2 separate regions of the Sus scrofa genome follow, and region 1 is linked to region 2. The links are chromatin contacts, called in public promoter capture Hi-C maps. All regions are on one chromosome and are shown on one strand. The core of a region is the stretch at or near the end of the contact, and the rest is flanking DNA. Distances in the headings are between cores, read along the strand shown. Region 1 holds the start of E2F8 (transcription factor E2F8). Region 2 overlaps NAV2 (neuron navigator 2).

The links. Promoter capture Hi-C pulls out the DNA fragments that hold promoters and counts their contacts.
Region 1: a promoter capture Hi-C map of liver shows a contact between it and region 2, with 4 times the contacts expected there. The contact joins the promoter of E2F8 here to the enhancer-like site in region 2. A contact is called at or near these places in 2 of 5 promoter capture datasets (both in liver) and 5 of 47 Hi-C or Micro-C datasets (alveolar macrophages, embryonic fibroblasts, liver and 2 more).

The regions. Positions count from the first base shown.
Region 1 is chr2:40,176,805-40,179,504 of Sscrofa11.1, reverse strand. It overlaps E2F8 (transcription factor E2F8), which reads right to left and starts at 1,323. Exons shown (of 13, transcript XM_003122925.6): 1 at 1,023-1,323.
Region 2 is chr2:39,949,159-39,951,952 of Sscrofa11.1, reverse strand. All of the region lies in intron 2 of NAV2 (neuron navigator 2), which reads left to right. Among named protein-coding and RNA genes, the nearest start is that of NAV2, 130 kb to the left of the region's middle. Within about 2 kb of position 1,377, at least 2 of the 83 cell types and tissues checked have an H3K27ac peak or open chromatin away from gene starts, as enhancers often do. A contact at or near this core is called in liver, where this site is marked.

The DNA of each region.
Region 1 (2,700 bases), core at 74-2,573, 230 kb before region 2:
GTAAATTCCTTCAGCAAACCGATCCGCTGTCGTGAGACTTCACGCAACCCACAGAATTTTTAGTGACAGCCCTCTTCCACCTTTAGAGAAGGCAAACCATTTTCTAGACCCCACTGAGTGGACTGTAGCACGCACAAGCACCCACCTGTTCACAGATCAGAGCTCAGGACTCTGCGCACGAGCCCAGGTTCCAGCTAAACAGATAGGACCCCAAGTATCTGGATAAAAGACTGCTTCTAGCTACCGGAATTTCTCCCTTGACACGCACGTGCATAGGCTCAGCAGTAAAGTCTTGGGAAATAGCTTGATAGGTAACTTCCAAATTCAGTCCTTAAGCTCCAAACGTACTCTGGACATTTAAAGAGTGCCTTATGATCAACTACTTTTTTTTTTTTTAAGACTTTAAAGATGCGGCTTCCTTAAAGCGCTGTATACTCGCTATTCAGGTGGCCAGTTCCGGCCACAGTGTTGGAGCCCACCATGGAAGGCTGCACTTGCTCAGTAAGGCAACCAGGTACAGTCTCCCCGCCGCCACCGGCTCCGCGCCCCGCGCACTTCCCCTTGCGCCAGGCCAACTGCCCCTCCCCCGCCGGGCCCAGTCCGCGCGCCGCCAGCGGGGCAGTTCCCGGACCGCATCTTCGCGGTTTCTAGGGCAACGATTCTCGGCCAATGAGAGTGCCAGCTGCGGGCCTGCGATTGGTTGGCGGCCCCAGGGGCGGGTCTGGACCTTCCGCCTTCGATTTAAAAATTTGGCGCGGAAAGCCTGACTGCGGCCGGCGCCGCCCCTTAGCAGCGCGGGGCTTGAGCGCGGGCAAACCCGCGCCCGGAACCACGGCATCCCCGCCCCTCCCCCTCGCTCGCCCCCTCCCCTCTGCGCGGGAGCTCAGCTCCTCCCTCCACGGCCCCCGGCGGAGCGAGAGGCGGGAAACGGCCGCCGCTGCCGCTGTCCTCCCAAGCCCTCTCCCGATGCCAGGCTGGCCGGGCGCAGCGTCTCTCTGCGCCCCGCTGACCTGTCAGTTTACCTCACAGTTGGAGCCGACGGGGGCTGAGCGGGGCTCCTCGGCACCCCTTCCCCGCTCAGGCCCGGGAGCCCGCGTGTCGGGCAGTCAGTCTGTCCTTATGCCGTGTCGAGGTGGGTGCCGGAGGGAAACGCCGGGACCAGGACTGGCGGGCCGGCGGGCGGGCAGAGGGAACGTGACCGTCCAAGAGCAGTCAAGCCCCCGATTTGAAATTAACCCGCTCCCGGCGCGAGCTGATCCCGCGGGCGGGGAGAGCCGCTCCCCTCCCCCACGCCCGCTCTTCCCGGCCCCGGACCTCGCGCGCCAATCCGAGCCTCCAGACAGGAGCCGGTGGCGAATCAGTTTGCAGGCGCCGCCCTCCGGTCCCGCCCCCAAGGCAGAGTTGGGGGAAAAGTTCAGAAACTTTTTTTTTTTTTTTTTGGCAAACACCCCCTCCCCTTGCTCAAAGTTGGGGAATAAAGTTTAGTCTGCCCGGGGCATGCCGGTTGAGACGCGGACTCTGTGTGATCCCCAGTTTGGGTCTGTCCCAGTCTCTACCCAGCCCCACATCCGCTCACCTGCCCTGGGCACCCTAGCCGGGACCAATCCCCCTTCGATTTATGGCATACATTACTGTGCTGCCCACCGAATGCCCATGGCTTCTAGAAATTGGGATGTGGAGGGAGAAGAAGCTTGGCTAACTGGTGCCCAAATTCGATGGGCTCGGGGTCTTGGCCCAGACATGGGAACTCAGGTGTGGAGGAGGAGGAATAAAGGTTGAAAACCCGCCAAGCCTGTTCCTGCCGTCCCCTGTCTTCTCTCTCCTGGTCTCCCACCGGCCCCTCCCTTTCTCCTCCCTGTCGTCTTCCCTCGCTTTTCCTTCTTTTTCCGGTTTCCGAGCCTTGGGCAGCTTCGGCATAGAATATCTAGATATAGAGTTCTAGATTAATTGAAGGTTTGGAAGACGCTATAGTCCAACGCCCTGTTTTACAGATGGAGAAACCGAGGCCCCGGGCGACAGCGCTGCTTTGCCTGTGCCTGGATTGTTTGATCCCGCGTTGTCTTACTCTGCTGTTCAGCTTTGAAACGTTTCCCCTTTCTGGGGACCTGTGCTGGACTTGCCCGGCCGTATGTATTGCCCAACAGCGCGTAGATCTGGGCGCCCATCTACCGACTATTTGGTTTGAGCTCTTCCTCCTCTTTTGAAATCTTGCGTCTCTTAAGCTTCAGCAAAGCCCAGGGCCGGGATCCCCTAGTCCCTTCTCGTATTTCTATGCGTCGGTGAATCACCCAGTGCTGACTTGCAGCGCGGGGTAGTCTTATATTCCCGGACGGATATAAGGGCGGGGATACTGTGATACTGAGGCTACTACGGTCGCTGTGCTGCAGCACAGGCGGTACAGGCAGGGGTCCCTGTGGCTCTTCCTCCCGCAAAACTCGAACTCAGGGTGCTCAAGGTGGCTGCCCTGAAAGGTTATCGTGGTGGTGTCTCGGTCCTTCCTTTTCTATTAGCCGGGGCGCGGATCCTACTGGGCTTCAGGCAAGTGTGGCTCTGGACCAGGGAGGTGCCTCCACCTGAAAGCCGACCTTCAGCGCTGAGCTTCGGCCACTTACAGCTCTCAGATTTAAAATAAAGTGAGGTCACTGGGCAGGGCCCCACCCCCGACAGCACTGAGCATCTGGTTCATACTGAGCCCCCGCA
Region 2 (2,794 bases), core at 128-2,627:
AGGGTTTCCAGATGACATGGAGATCACTTGACACTGAGCTTGCCCTTGGCCAGAGGGTAAACCCAAAGTGTGCCAGGCATCCCTTTCATTGGATCCTGGAAGTAAGTTTCTACAAAGACTCTCTGTCCCCCTGGGGCTGAGGTAGAACAGAAGATCCAGAAGAAGCGGTGAATCAGTGTGGCTGAGTCACGGGGTTTCCCTGAGAACTCACTGGTGGTGTCTGGATTGTCCTCTCGACAGCCTCCAGGAGAGCTGCAATGACTCAAGTGATGTTCCTGTGCCATAAGCTCCCTGGAACCCTTATCCTGATGAGGGTTCTGGAAAGGGAGCAGGTCACACACTGGAAAGGACTGGTTGGAGAGGCTTAATCAAGGGACTGTTACAGAGACATGGGCAGAGTCAAGCGAACCAGTAGGAACTAGGAAAAGCAGGACCTGTTCTCAGCCCCAGCCTTGGGAGCTGAGGGGAGAAAGCTGTAGCCTTGGACAAGGGGCTCCCCACAGCAGCTTTCACCCTAAGGAGGAGAATGAGATAGTTTGGCAGGAAGCGAGCTGGGGAATTAACACCCCACCCTCTCTGCCACCCCAGCTCTCTTGTCTCTCTTCTCTTGTTGGGCAAAGCCTCTCATTGGTCTAGAGGGCAAGAGAGTCTGGGTAAATGCAGTCTATAGAGCCAGCCTCCTAAACCAGAGCAGGGCAGAGAAGTGTGGAAAATGGTGGGGCCAAAGGAGAAAAATCAGCTTCCTCCAAACTCTCTTATTTTAATGAAGGTCATTTGCATGTTCATTGAAGTTTGCCTTCTGTGTCTCTCCCTGGGTGACTTTCCCAGTGCCCATGGCTACATCTCCATATTGTCAGTACCATTTTGAACACTGCACCAAGGGAGCGATGGGGCTCCATGGAAACCACTCACACCAAGAAGTCAGTACTTCTCTTGTACAAATTACTCTTTCCAAGTCTCCATTTACTCATTGTAAATTGGAGGTAGTAATACCCACCACAGCAGGTGGATGAGATGAGGAAATGCTTATAATGCCCTGAGCCAAAGGCACGGGGTCAATACCCAACAAGTAGCGGTACCATTAAGAAGCAAGAACAACAACAGTTTTTTTGAGTGTTTGCTCTGTGCCGGGTGTTTGTTATTTACTTTAGGATTGTCTATGGATTTAGTTCTCCTTGGTAGACAAGGGCTCTCTCCCCATCATGGTTTTATCAGGACCCAGGGGTAGAGAAATTAAGCAGCTGTCCTTACTCACACTGAGAGCCAATGATGATGCCAATCCAGGACTCTTATTATGACAACCACTATCTTCTATTCCTTCTCAGCAGCGATTGCATCACTACTCACTCGGTGTTCACTTTTGATTTTCAACTAGTAAAGGGTAAGCATGAAGAGCGTACTGCTTAACCCAATCAATCTGGTAGAATTGCACCCCCCTGCGGTGCCAGACTGGGGCTGCCCAGACACCCATCTGGCTTCCAGAGCCACCAGAGCCTTCTCTGTCACTGTCAGCTCCACTCTGCTCCTCTTCTCACAGATGCTGCCTTAGGATCCCCCTTGTGATGGGGCCTTCACTCAGCCCCACAGTTAGACTTGGCAGCTTCCTAAGGAACACCCCCCCCCCATCTGTTGAAATAGAAAACAAAGGCTAAAGGTGAAGAGTACCTTGCTTTTAGTTATGAATTTCTCCTCACTTCCTAGATCTTGGTTCTGTTCTGAGCATTGTTGCTCCCATCTGTGTATTATTGGGGAAATCTCTTGTCATCTCTGGGTCTCAGTTTATCCATCTGTAAAATGGGGAGATTAGACTATGTTTTCTGTAATCGCTTTTAGCTCCATTATTCTATAGCAAGCTGAAAGTGTAGAGACAAACAGAGGGCAGTGAGCCCAGAGGGCATGTGGATAAGCATGTGGATTTCAAAGGCAGGTTGTTAGTTCAGATCCCAGCTCCAACTTTTACTTGCTGTGTGACCTTGGTCAATTATTTAAACACTCTGTCTTAGTTTCCTCATTGGTATATTAGAACATTTACCCTATAGAACTATCCTGAGCATTCAATAGCTGATATATGCCAAGTGCTTAGAACAATACCTAAACAGAGATGGAATGTCTAAATGAGAGCTATTAATATTTTTAAGTGATTTTTATTTTTTCCATTATAGTTGGTTTACAGTGTTCTATCAATTTTCTACTGTACAGTAAAGTGACCCAGTCATACACACACATATATACACATTATTTTTCTCACATTATCCTCCATCATGCTCCATAATAAGTGACTAGATATAGTTCCCAGTGCTATTTGTTGTAGGGAGTTCTCATCATGGCTCAGGAGAAACAAATCCAACTAGTATCCATGAAGATGTGGGTTCGATCCCTGGCCTCACTCACTGGGTCAGGGATTTGGCATTGCTGTCAGCTGTGGTGTAGGTTGCAGATGCTGCTCGGATCCTGCATTGCTGTGGCAGTGGTGTGGTCTGGCAGCTCTGATTCGATGCCTAGCCTGGGAACTTCCATATGCCACTGGTGCAGCCCTAAAAAGACAATATAAATATATATTATTTATTTATTTATTTATTTATTTATTTTGTCTTTTTGCCTTTTTTTTTTTTTTTTTTTTTGTCTTTTTGTCTTTTTGCTATTTCTTTGGGCCGCTCCCGCGGCATATGGAGGTTCCCAGGCTAGGGGTCGAATTGGAGCTGTAGCCGCCAGCCTACACCAGAGAATGATTATACATACATAGAATTAGTTGTAATGCCATTCTTATTGATCCTAGAGCCACATAAGGTGGGTT